Linked DNA regions of Mus musculus: all the other regions are linked to region 2. Evidence: chromatin contacts called from public HiChIP or PLAC-seq data. All regions are on one chromosome and are shown on one strand. Each heading gives the region's core, a stretch centred on a gene start, on an enhancer-like site or on the middle of the called end of the contact. The rest is flanking DNA. Distances are from core to core; before and after follow the strand shown. Region 1 has its middle 25 kb from the start of Ces2a. Region 2 holds the start of B3gnt9 (UDP-GlcNAc:betaGal beta-1,3-N-acetylglucosaminyltransferase 9). Region 3 holds the start of Ces2g (carboxylesterase 2G).

Evidence for each region. HiChIP or PLAC-seq counts read pairs in DNA pulled down with a chosen protein or histone mark.
Region 1: an H3K27ac HiChIP or PLAC-seq map of oligodendrocyte precursor cells shows a contact between it and region 2, with 6 times the contacts expected there. The contact joins the enhancer-like site here to the promoter of B3gnt9 in region 2. A contact is called at or near these places in 2 of 39 promoter capture datasets (cranial neural crest and hippocampal neurons), 1 of 484 Hi-C or Micro-C datasets (Sertoli cells) and 4 of 115 datasets of contacts at active chromatin or transcription factors (bone marrow-derived macrophages, embryonic forebrain, oligodendrocyte precursor cells and 1 more).
Region 3: an H3K4me3 HiChIP or PLAC-seq map of fetal liver shows a contact between it and region 2, with 4 times the contacts expected there. The contact joins the promoter of Ces2g here to the promoter of B3gnt9 in region 2. A contact is called at or near these places in 1 of 39 promoter capture datasets (erythroid cells), 1 of 484 Hi-C or Micro-C datasets (nephron progenitors) and 1 of 115 datasets of contacts at active chromatin or transcription factors (fetal liver).

The regions. Positions count from the first base shown.
Region 1 is chr8:104,756,621-104,760,746 of GRCm38.p6, forward strand. It overlaps the pseudogene Gm6831 and the pseudogene Gm18475. Among named protein-coding and RNA genes, the nearest start is that of Ces2a, 25 kb to the left of the region's middle. Within about 2 kb of position 1,796, at least 16 of the 459 cell types and tissues checked have an H3K27ac peak or open chromatin away from gene starts, as enhancers often do. A contact at or near this core is called in hippocampal neurons and oligodendrocyte precursor cells, where this site is marked.
Region 2 is chr8:105,253,831-105,258,573 of GRCm38.p6, forward strand. B3gnt9 (UDP-GlcNAc:betaGal beta-1,3-N-acetylglucosaminyltransferase 9) reads right to left here and starts at 1,323. Exons shown (of 2, transcript NM_178879.4): 1 at 1,201-1,323; 2 at 1-1,012. The coding sequence starts at 924.
Region 3 is chr8:104,958,810-104,963,029 of GRCm38.p6, forward strand. It overlaps Ces2g (carboxylesterase 2G), which reads left to right and starts at 2,909. Exons shown (of 12, transcript NM_197999.2): 1 at 2,909-3,054; 2 at 3,661-3,871. The coding sequence starts at 2,979. It also overlaps a transcript of Ces2f not described here.

The DNA.
Region 1 (4,126 bases), core at 546-3,045, 500 kb before region 2:
CTGCTGGCATCTGATTACAGAAAACTAACCCAGATGGCATCTCTCCACCAGGTCACAACTCACCAGAGGCCAACCCCATCAGAAACACACACACTGGCCAGGTCCGAGGCAGGCTCGTCCAAGTGAAGGACACTAAATCTGGTGTCCACGCCTTCCTGGGAATCCCCTTTGCCAAGCCTCCTGTAGGACCACTGCGCTTTGCACCTCCTGAGGCCCCTGAACCATGGAGTGGTGTGAGAGATGGAACTGCACATCCGGCCATGTAAGTTATGGGTCCCAGAGGGTTTCAGGCAGACTGTGTTCTGGGTTCTGGGCCATGCTGAAGGGTCTCATCCATCTCAGTGACACAGCAGTTTTCTCTCTTTGGGGATGAGTGCCCCATGGGTTTTTCTGGTGCTGTGCTAAGGTTGAGTAGAACAACTAGGCCAGGCTTCTGAATCAGAACTTGGCACTCATAGGGAGCTAGATGCAGGTACTATTTTTTCCATTAATTTATTTTTTCATATTACATTGGATTCCAGTTCCCCCTCTCTTCCCAGCGCCCCCTTATGTAGTTCCTCTTCACCTCGAAGAAGGGGGAGGTCCCTTACAATGAAGCAACCCATGCTGGCACCTCGTGCCACTGCGGGACTATGTGTATCCTTTCCCACTGAGGCCAGACAAACTGGCCCAGTTAGGGGAGAGGGGAGTAGGATCCAGACACAGGCAATGAAGTCAGGGTAAGGCCCTGCTTTCATTTTGGGGGACCCACATGAAGACCAAGCTGTACATCTGCTACAAATGTGCAGGGGACCTAGGTCCAGCCTTTGTATGCTCTTTGGTTGGTGGTTTAATCTCTGAGAGTGCCCAAAACTCCAGGTTAGTTCACACTGTTGGTCTTCTTGTGGAGTCCCTATCCTCTCTGAATTCTTCAATTCTTCCCCCAACTCTTCTACAAGACTTCTCAAGCTCCAGCTAATGTTTGCTGTGGGTCTATGCATCTGTTTTGATCAGCTGCTGGGTGAAGCCTTCCAGAGGACAGTTATTCTAGGCTTCTGTCTGTGAATCCAAGTTGACAGAAACAAACATAGCCTGCAGCCCCAAGGAGGAAGGCAGGCCTGCAATATGTCTGAATAGATCTTTTGAGAACAGCTCAGACCATTCCCCCCTAAATTGGCAGGGGTTGCTACTAGTTTCATTTATGTCTGTCTCACAAAGGACATCTGTGTATCCAGGCCAGAAGTGATGAATATAGATGTCAACAGTGTCTTAACGGGTTGTTTTATTGTGACAAGGCTTTGGCCAACACAGAGGGAGGGAGGCATCAAGGTCTCACAATGTGTCCCTGTGAATCCAGTACTTCTGCAGACACTGTGTTGTTTCCACTATCCATACATAGATCTCCATGCAGATATGATTGAGCGGCACATTCAAAGTTGGATTCACAGTGATCTCCAAGGAATCCAGGTGCATAGTCACAGATGTGAGCCCCAAGAGCATCCTGACTTGTGGCTCCATATAGAAATGGCTGGGATCCACAGTCAGGAATTTCCAACTCAGTTTATACCAAAATACTATTGAGGACAGACACATGCGTATCTTCCTATATATTGAGGCATACAGCACCAATCACACAGGGGTAAGAAACATATTTATCCATGTTCCAGTCACAATGCCTTCCTTGGTATCCAGGCACACAGAAGCAGGAGTAGCCGTTGTTCCATCCTGGCACAAACCGCAGTGTGGCAAGGTCTGAAAGCACTCTCATTCTGAGCTGTCTCACAGAACCTCCTGCATATGCAGCATGGCAGATACAGGCATGCTGCCCAGGGTTTATGTGGCAGGTGCCTCCCTGTTGGTAGCAGTTTCCAAGGTCTGCCCACTCTACCCAGGATGATATTGAACTGCAGGCTCTGTTGAGAAGAACAAAGATAAAATTGTTCACAGATTAAAATTAAGCCTGGTGTCTGTGTCTCAGTAGGAGGGATCTCCAGGCATGAGTTAATGTGACCTATTAGGCATTGGTCATCCCTGAATCCAGAAGAATAAACTTCAGGTAACTGAGGAGTGCAACAATGATCAATCCGTGCTAACCCCACTCTCATGGTCACTATGACAACCTATTGGGCCAAGTGCCATTAACCAGGAAACACGTGTATATAATTAATTCCCACTGGAGACACTTCAGGCAAAAGAAGTTCCCTGAGAGTCTGCACTTGCGATGAAGGACTACTCACTACCCTTTAAGGCAGCATTGTCCACTGAATCCTCTGGTAGCTGTATGAGTCCAACACTCCAATATTTCAACCTTAATTTGTTTTCTGTTGCTGTAACAAAGTACTGATAAAAGCAAGATAGGGGAGAAAGCCACTATTAGAGGCTCCAGATTACAATCCACCCTTTGGTAAGCACAGAGAATCAAAACTACAGGAACTGCTCACATCACAGACATACCCAGGAACAGAGACTAGAAAATGCTTGCTTGCCTGCTAATGCTTAGCTCACTTTTTTATTCTAATACAATCCCATGAATGTCAGTACAGACAGCCATTCATTTCCATATTGACATCTAGATGTTTCTCTATCCCAGACTCAGAAAGATAACCCAGGGTCCACACGACTGGCAGTCTCCCTAATAATCTGGCCCCGACACAGCTTTCACAGGCCCTGCGGCTTTTTCATTGGGTGGAAAGGACTTAGAGAGAGGATATGTGTTCACAGGCACCATGAGGAGAAGCAGCTGAATGTGGCTGAGATAAAAATCTGCAGACTCACATGGGGTTTGGATCACCATTCATGTCTTGGAATGTCTGTCTGCTCTTTTCATTAGGTGTCTGCAAAATCTTGAACTACTGTATCCAGAGGGCCTGAAGGAGATGAAACTGAACCTGTTTCCCTTCTCTATGTCCGAGGACTGCCTGTATCTCAATCAACATCTACACACCAGCCCATGCCCAGGAGGGCTCTAGCCTGCCTGTGAGTGTCAAGATATGGTCAGAGTGGGGAGAGGGCATTTTTTCAAGAAGATTAGAAGGGACAAAAGCAACCTGAGTTCCATTGCAGAACCTGATGAACCTGATGGACCTCTTACTTTACTTGGGTCAAAGAAGGCAGTTGAAACCTGGGTACGGGACAAAGAGCACTAGACCACCAAACCATCAAAGGCTCTAGCTCTTGATAAAACCAGAACCCATTCTACAACTCCTGATCTGCAGAATCACTTAGGGGCTCAAGACCTCAACACGGAGGTCACCCAAACGTATACTTTTGGATGATCTGTTGTGACAATGATGGTTGAGGATCCTTTTCATTTTTAATCTGGAGAAATATCCATGGATACACCCCCCTTTGTTCTACTGTGAAGACTCTGAGTAATGATGACATCACTCTATACATAGAAGTATTAATTCAAAGTGCAACACATGGTGAGAATTGGGACTAGAAGCTACTAGAGGCCCAGGCTGTGCCCAAGGCCCTGAAGTCCTGATGATTTTTATGTATTTCTGTAGCTGCACAGAAGCACAGCAGTTGATATTCTAGTAAGCAGACTAGAGAGCTTGGGCAGGCTAGGAGCCTCCTGGCATCTCTCTTGACTTCTCCAGGTGATGGTGTGGATCCACGGTGGTGGACTGGTTGCAGGCATGGCTTCCATGTATGATGGATCCGTGCTGGCAGCCACTGAGGATGTGGTGGTGGTCACTATCCAGTACCGCCTGGGTGTCCTGGGTTTCTTCAGGTAAGTCTGGGGCTGGGTTGGGAAATGATTTGCTGATCACAACCTAGACAGTCCTTTGATCCATGTCCCTTCCACTTCTCAGCACTGGGGACCAGCATGCCAGAGGCAATTGGGGATACCTGGACCAAGTGGCTGCCCTACGCTGGGTCCAGCAGAATATCGCCCACTTTGGTGGCAACCGTGACCGGGTTACAATTTTTGGCGAGTCTGCAGGTGGCACAAGTGTGTCTTCACTTGTTGTGTCCCCCATGTCCCAAGGGCTCTTCCATGGTGCCATCATAGAGAGTGGGGTGGCCCTGCTGCCTTACCTTATCTCCAACACCTCTGAGATGGTCTCCACTGTAAGTGCTCCAACACTGCCGCTCAGTCTTTATATTCTGGTACTTTGGTGTTCTGTTCATTGGGAAAATC
Region 2 (4,743 bases), core at 73-2,572:
GAGCTCAACTTGTGAGCAAGCATCAGCTAGGCGGCGGAGCGTGGCTCCCGAAAGAACAAAGCCGCCGCCACCTGCGTAGGCAGGGTAAACGGGCAGTCCATACACAGCCCGGGGAATGAAGTACTTGCTGGCTCTAGCTCGGATTGGCCTTGCCTGCACAATCACATCACCCGCAAGAAGGTCCTGTGCGGGATCCCGGAGCTCCAGAAACTGCAGCAGGTTCCTCACGTGCACGAACACATCTGCATCGCCCTTAAAAACAAAGTGTACATCTGGACAGAATGCTGAGGCCCAAGATAGAAAGTGAATCTCCTTCAGCGTTAGATTGAAAAAGGTGTCTTCGAAAGCCCAGAGCAGAATGTCTGCATAAGCTCGGCTCTCCGCCTCCAGCAGGGTGCGCCAGTGCGAACGGGTGCCTGCCCCGCCAGAGCCCGCCCCCTTGGGCACGCCCAACAAGAACACTCGGCGCACGAGTGCCCCCTGCACGCGACCCTCGGCTCCCCAAGTCTGGCGAACGGCTTCCCGCCGCTCAAAGTCCGCAGCCACAGACTTGACAGCGATGAGCAGGTCCGGCGAACCGCCGGATGCGCCGTCGCTGCGGCATTTGCGACGCTGGTTAATGAGCAGCGGGAAGCGCCGTTGGTCCTTGGCGCGCAGATACCCGCCGAAGTCAAAGGGGTCCGTAGGTGTGGGCGGCACCGGAGTGTCCCCCTCGTAGGCCAGCGGGGCCGCGCGGGCGGTGTTAGGGAGCTCGCGTGCTCGGAGGCTAGGAGTGGGCCGCGGGAGCTGGGGTCCTCGCGCTGGTGGTCTGGTCGTGGGGGATGCCACGTCGCGCTGCGCGTAGAGCAGGAGTCCGAGGGCGGCGCTGAGCAGCAGCGTAAGCCACGCGTCTGGGCAAAGGCGCGGCCTCCTCCTCCTCCTCATGTCCAGCCCCGCCCTTCACAGGGCCCTCTATCCTTCCTTCATCCACTCTGTCGACCTCCGTCCCTGCCCCTGCCCCCACCGCAGCAGCCTAAGGGACAAAAAGTTCAGCTTCTAACCTCAGCTCCAGCCCAGAAAGGATGCCAAAGTCTGGACAGGGTGACGCAGGCCTCTCCCCTACCGCCCCCTTACCCACCCATCCAGTGCATCAAAGCTGGGTCCCTTCTACCTTTCCCCCTCCCCGCCTCTGACCTTGGTCCTTAGGACCCCAGCACTCACGCTTGACCGCGGGGGAGGGGTGACAACCCCTGAAACTGTCAGTTCAGGGTCCCAAGGGCAGCCATGACCCCGGCTTGAGCCAAATGCAGCGTTGGCAGGAAGGGGGCTGAGGCCGTGCCACGTGATCCTCCAGCTGTGTACGCCCCGACATCTGGAGCTCAGCTCCGCCTTGGTGCAGGGAGTGCCATCTCTGACTGTGGGCTGGTCCCTGAGAGGGCCTCTCACGGGAGACTCTTGCTGAGAAAGCCTAGTATTTTTGATAGGACGCTGGAACTCCGAGTTTCTAAGCTCAAGAAGTAGACAGCTGATAGGCCCCCAACCCCTAAGCCTGAGTGCTTTAACTTTCAGCTCTTCTGGCCGCCATACCGGGCCATCTTTCAGAAAATCTCTTTCAGCAGCCCTGGTTCACCAAGCAGGAGCCACGAATTGCCCCAATAATATAAAGCTGTCTCCTTACTCCTCGCGCTGGTGGTCTGGTCGTGGGGGATGCCCTCCGAACTCTGCCCTGCTTGCCACCAGTAAACACAAGCATACACACCCGAACAATCAAGACAGCAAGTTCTGTTCCTGCAGACTTACCAGCAGCTCTACCCAAAGAGGACCAATACTTAGTGAGCTAAGTGACTTGCCCCAGGTTGACACAGCCAGAACGCACTGCCCCCAGGAATCTCCCACCCAGCGCTCCTTTGTTCTCTTCATCCACTGGATACAGGAAATGGAACCACTTCTGCCTACAGTAATTTCCCAGACAAGCTCTTCATTCCTGTCACTCCATGCCCGTTCCTGCTCCCCAACATAGCATCCTTGAGGTAGAACTGCCCATGCTGTTGCCTCTGCAGTACAGTTTGGGGTGTCAGGGATTGGTGTTTGCGGGAGGCTTCTAGAAGAGCCCATTGAGCCCAGGTAGGCTGTTTTCTAGATCCCCTGGTTTTCCTACCTCTGAGCTGCTTTGTCATCCAGGCCAAACCACCCACTCTTACCTGCCCACTAGTCTTTTAGGGTTCTGAGGATAAGCTGTGTTATGTACCCTGCATAGCCTCAAGCTAATGACGCCCAAAGTGTTGGGATTACAAGCCTACACTAGTATTCCAGCTCCATTCTTGATTGGTTTCCTCAATTGGGGAACTATAGAGACAGCTGAGCTCCAGAGTCACCAGGATAGTCATTCTTAGTGAATAGAGTGATCAGGGTCTCCCCAGGCCTTCATCCCACTGGCAAATATGACTCCTGGCCATCAGCTTGCCCTAGTCCTCAGCCAAGGACACTGGCCTGTTGCATTCTTCCTCCCAAGCAGCTGTTGATATTCATCCCATTCTCTATCTATCTCTGTCTTGGCCTCTCTCCTCTCCAGGCTTCCTGCCCAAAGGCCTCCAAAGGTGTCTCACTGGCCTTGTTATAAAATCCCAACTCTGGAAGGCTGAGGGTGTGACTCGGTTGCAGACCTAGCATGTGAGAAGCCCCGAGTTTAAGCTCGAGCGTTCTATAAAGTAGGCACGGTGGTACATGCCTGTAACCCCAGCACTCAGGAGGGTTAGAAGTTCAGGGCCATCCCTGGTTTCACAGGGAACTTGATGCCAACCTGAGCTACATAAGACATTGTCTCATAATAAGGGGCAGGGTCAAACTCTGGAGTCTCTAAACAGCCACGGAAGGAGGAACTTTGGGGATAGGTGTGCACGTATGCACACACAGATGTGCAGGTGTGGTATATGGGGTCAGGAGGTGGGGCAGGGAGTTAGGATCTGAACTCCTTGGTCTCTATGCTGCTCTGGACTTTCCACCCAGCAACTGTGTGGCAGAAAGGGGCATTTTATGTACACATCCCTTGTTCTTTTTTCATTTCTAAATCCTTTTTTAAAATTAGGCTTGGGTGCCGGGTAGAAGGCAGTAAAAGACAAAAAAGTGAAGTCTCAGAAGAGCACGAAGAAGACAAAGGTTTAACTTGAAGTTAGGAAACAGAGCCCAAGGCCAGGTGGTGGTGGTGCACACCTTAATCCTAGCACTTGGGAGGCAGAAGCAGGCAGATTTCTGAGTTCAAGGCCGGTCTGGTCTACAGAGTGAGTTCCAGGACAGCCAGGACTGCACAGAAAAACCCTGTCTCGAAAAACAAAACAAAACAGAAGAAAAAGCCGGGCGTGGTGGCGTGCGTGCCTTTAATCCCAGCACTCGGGGGGGGGGGGGGCGGGGGGGGGGCAGAGGCAGGCGGATTTCTGAGTTTGAGGCCAACCTGGTCTACAAAGTGAGGTCCAGGACAGCCAGAGCTACACAGAGAAACCCTGTCTTAAAAGACAGAAGAAAAAGAAAGAAAAAAAAAAAGAAAGAAACATCTCTCCAACCCCTGAAGATTTTTTAATTGTGTGTGTGTTCATGTGGGTACAAGGGCCTGAAGCAGAACCCTAGCCAGGCTAACCTGGGACTCACTAATTAGCTCAGGCTGGCCTCATAGGGAACCACCTGCCAAGTAAGTGCTGGGATCATAGATGTGCCGCCACCGCCACCACCAGGTCGGTAGATGACTTTCTAGCACATTTGGTGCACACATCTATAGTCCCAGCACTCGGGAGTCAGAAGCATCTGGATGGAGAGTCATGAGTTCAAAGCCAGCCTGAGCTACACAGTGAGATTGCCTCAAAAAAACAAAAAAGCAAGAGCCAGGATGTAGCTCAGTGGTAGACCTTTCCTCAGGGCCTTGGTTATATCCGCACTGCCACAAAAATCAATCAGAAAACTAGGGTTTCTGAGTATGTGTGATACAGAAGTAAGTTCATTGGCCAAGCCCCCCACCTCAAATAAACTTTGAAGGTTGAATTTAGTAACAATGTAAGTTGGAAATCCTGGGGCAGGGGAAGTGGGGAAACCCAGATTGTCTGTTTGCTTTTGTTTTTGTGTGGGGGTGGGGGTGTCTCAATATGTAGCTCATGCTGACTTCCAAATTGAAGCAATCCTCCTGCCTCAACATCCTGAATACCGCATGGTATGTAAAAAGTCTGAATCTTATAGGTGTCAGTCTCCGTGGAAACAAGGGTGAAGATCTCAACAGAAAAGGGGTGGGGGGTGGGGGTGGAGGAGAGCTTGGCTGTCTTGGAGCACACTCTGTAGACTAGGCTGGCCTGTAACAAACAGATCCACCTGACTCTGCCTCCAATGCTAGATAGCATTAAAGGCACACTCTGTAGACCAGGCTGGCCTGTAACAAACAGAGATCCACCTGACTCTGCCTCCAGTGCTAAATAGGATTAAAGGCGTGCACCACCACCTGGCTGAAATTTTAATTTTCTAATTCAGGTACACGGTAGATGTTTTAAGCACATACTTAGATCACACACACACAAAAACAAAAACCAAACCTAATGTATATGATGGTTCACCAAACCCCCGGTTATCCTTCACTAACAGGACAGGTAGCAACCCCTTCCTCTCACCTTCCTCAAGGCCCTACCCGAACCCTGCCTGTCTCTCCACTCCCTACTCTACCTGGCTCACTATTCCACTGAAGGTGACTAACCCCAACCAGGTCTAGACCTCAGCATCTCCGCAAGTCTG
Region 3 (4,220 bases), core at 1,659-4,158, 290 kb before region 2:
AATTTGCCCATTTACCAGCATAGCTGGACACATTTTGCATAAAAATATGAGCTATGCAACCACATGCCCTTAAGTATGAGACTATTTCTCTCACTGATAAAAGTTCTCTTGGGCTCCTCTATGTCAATCACTGCCTGGTCTCTACTCCAGGCAACCACTCTCTGATGCTATAGTTTGGAAGGCGCATATAATTTAGAGACATGAGAGCCCTGGCTGTCCTGTAATGGAAAAGAAATTTTTTTCTAAACAGTCCTGTTACTAAATAAAGCCTATTTGAGAGTCAAGTATGTCATTTGTTAACAGTGTCAGTCCACATATGCACACAACACATTTTAGCCACTCTTCAGTTGATGAACATCTAGATGTACTGATTGTGACTGCTTTTAATTGAGCTCTTACAAACTTTTTTTAAAAGTCTTTCTGATTGGTGTCTTCAATTACTTGAACTAAAGACCTGCAGGTAGAATTATTCAATCGTAGGTTAAGAAACTGTCAAACTGTCATCTATAATGACTATGTCCTCCAGCCACTAATGAAAGGGCCAGTGGCTCCATGTCTTTGCCAACGCTTGGCTGTATGGGTCTTAAACTTGGTTATACGGAATGGGCATATAGTAGTAAGTCATTGAAGGTATTTTCATGGAGTTGAGCCTCTACTTCTCTCTATCTCTGTGCTTGTGCCTGACTCTCTGTTTATCTCTGTCTCTGTCTCTTGTATCTCTGTCTCTATCTCTCATGATCCCCCTACTCAGTCCTTCTTTCCACAAAGCAGAACCTGAATGCCTTCTTCATTTCACATTTTCACTGTGGCCATGGCCATCATTGACACGGGGCCTCTGAGTGATGGTGCAGTGAGGAGCAGAGCACACAGGGATTTCCCCAGCTGAGCTACAGAAATGTCTGGGATTAAGAAGCACAGGGACACCCAGCATCCATTGGGATCTGGCTTCTCCATCCCAAGATTGGAGGAACCGGGAACTTCTCAGCCCTCATGGTCCAGCAATTCTTTGTTCAGGGAACTTGGTATAGAGAGAACAGCTACCAAGAAAGGCTTAGACGACAGACAGGACAAGAGTACATTGGAGGGGTGAAATTGAATCAAAGAAGCCCCTGTTGCTTAGAGAAGGAAGGAAAAAACATGCTGGGTTATGCCAGGGAAGCAGAGAGACACAACGAAGAAGTCCTGTAGTGACATTCTGTAGGCTCTGGATTAGTATTTGGATAATAAAGACTGTAATCATAATTTGTAATCAAGGTTAATTCTCACTAAATACTATCTGACACTGAGACCCACGAAACTTCCTCCAGAGAGTCAGGCTGGACTGGATATGGGCTCCTGGTCATGCATTCCTTAATTTAACCTGCCAGGCTTCTTTGTAATTCTGAAACTTCTATTTATACATTGATGTATTTGGCTTTATCATAGATTTAACCCAGTATTGGAACCATTAAGGCCCAATTAAATACTGGTCATATGGATAAGAATGAGATTGACTAGGGTGTGGTAAGAAAATGTCCCTCCAACCCTGATGACCCAAGTATCACTTTGTGGTCCACACAGTATGAGAATACGAACTTACACAAATTCTCCTTTTATCTCCATATGTGATCCATGGCATGGAAGAACCTTCATAATATATACATGAGCACAATACATAAATAAATGCAAACATTAAAAATATCGATTAAGTTAATAAATAACTGTGAAGTTGATCTTGGCCAGCAGAGGAGACACATCATAATGAACAGGGGCTGCGGACTTGAAATGCTCCAGAATTGCAGTGTGTTATGATGAAAGGAATGTAACCTAACAAGGAGGGTCCATGTATACCCTAATATCATCATAGGGACCAGGGACCCTGGAAGCAGACTCAGAAAACTGAGTTTTCAAAGGTCAGGGGAGTCTTGAAAATGAATGTCACACTCAGAGCTCCCGCATTTGCCTGATTCTCCTGTGACATCTTGACTATGACCTTCTCACTGTTAGAGCTCCTGTTAGCGCTTCCTGCCCAGGTGAGGGGACAGCATTTCTGGTATCCCAGATGATCTCTAGAATCCATGATATGCCTTTCTGGGAGGCCAAAGAGGGAACAGAAACAGCAGAGGCAACCCTGATGGCTATTCTTGCTATCAACTTGACTACATCTAGAATCTGGAAATGGAGAGTACACCAGTGAGAGGTTGTTTGCTTGGTTTGAAGTAGACAAATTTACTTTTAGTCTGAACATTTGAGGTAAGGAAGCACATGCCTGTCCCTAGGAGGAACAACAATATGAACTAACCAGTAACCCCAGAGGTCCCTGGGACTAAACCACCAATCAAAGAGGGAATCATGGCTCTAGCTGCATATGTAGCAGAGGATGGCCTAGTTGGTCATCAATGGGAGGAGAGGCTCTTGGTCCTGTAAAGGTTCTATGCCCCAGTATAGGGGAATGCCTGGGCCAGGAAGCAGAAGCAGAAGGAGGGGGGAGAGGATAGGGGATTTTCAGAGGGGAAACTAGATAGAATATTTGGATCTTTGCCTGCTTGCTCCCACCTTGCTAGCAAGTCCAGTCCTTAACTGGCATTAGAGCCTACTTCTCCAGGATTTCAGCATCGACTGAAGACCAGATGAGACATCCAACCTTGTGGATTGAGCAACTGCTGGATTCTTTCTATTCATAGCTAGACACGGTTCAATTACTAGCGCCATTGCCTGTAAGTTGTTCTAATAAATCCAGTTTCTATATATTTATGTAGAGAGATTCATTCTATAAGCCCTGCTACTCTGGAAAATCCTGATAAATACAGCGACTTTGCCCTGCCTCCAGGCCATTGGCTCCAGTTACTTCTGACTAAACAGTTCTTCTACAATGAGAACTTGCTCCACCTTTATCTTTTTGGCTCAAATTCCTGCCTGGGCAAGGCTCACATATTCTGCTTCCTGTTTGTGAAACGTGGTCCTCCTAGCAGCACAGACTCAGAGCCTGAGAGCCGGCCATGCCACGGAACCAAATGCATAGCTGGCTGGATGCTGTGTTCTTTGGACTCCTGCTTCTCCTCGGCCATGTGCAGGGTGAGGCTCACTAAACTGGCATGGGGAATGACTGGAGTCAGAGCTGCCAACTTCTGCATGTCAGAGCTGAGCTTGTGGGAGGGAAGGCACAGGGCAGGGGGAAGGGTTTGGAAATGACAGCTAAAAGTGTGGGAAACCTGTGCCTCCCGATTCACTGACCAAAACCCTCAGATTTTATGAGCCCACTAGCATACAGAGTCAGAGACATCTAAGATCACTCCATACTGAGGAGACAGTTCACTGTAAGGAGCTCTAGAGAAAATGCTAGACAATTCAAATGAAAATGAGAAGTCATTTTCTTTTCTTGGTATATAGCTACAACTTACCTTTTAATAATAATAATAATAATAATAATAATAATAATTCGTATAGCCAAATGGTTCTTTGGCCTACAGAAACGCTGTAGAGCCCTTCAAAATAGGAATAGGAAAGGATCCAAGGTCTGAGGGATAAAGGAGTTTCCACACTCACACCCTACAACTGAACTAGGGAGGCGGTTATGGGTTCCCTTTGCCTGTGCCCTGATAACAGTGAGATAGGAACTCCCACAACCTTGTGGCAACTGATTACAGAAAACTAACCCTGAAGCATCTCTCTCTCTACCAGGTCACGACTCACCAGAGACCAGCCCCATCAGAAGCACACACTCTGGCCAGGTCCAAGGCAGGCTCATTCACGTGAAGGACACTAAAGCTGGTGTCCACACCTTCCTGGGAATCCCCTTTGCCAAGCCTCCTGTAGGACCACTGCGCTTTGCACCTCCTGAGGCCCCTGAGCCATGGAGTGGTGTGAGAGATGGAACCTCACAGCCAGCCATGTAAGTTCTGGACCCAGAGGGTTTCAGGTACTGGGGGAGACTGTGCTCTGAGCTCTGGGCCATGCTGAAGTGTCTCATTCGTTTCAGCTACAGAGCAGTTTTCTCTCTTTGTGGATGAGTGCCCCGTGCATTTTTCTGATGATGTGCTAAGCCTGATGAGAACAACTGTGCCAGGCTTCTGGGTCAGAGCTTGGCACTCAGAGAAAGTTAGCATCAGGCAAGATTGAGATGAGCTAAGATAAAATTGTTCAAGGATTCAGATTATGCCCAGTGTTCTCTGCCACAATGGGAGGGATCTCCAGGTATGAGTTAATGTGACCTATTAGACAGCATTGCCTCTGAAATCAGG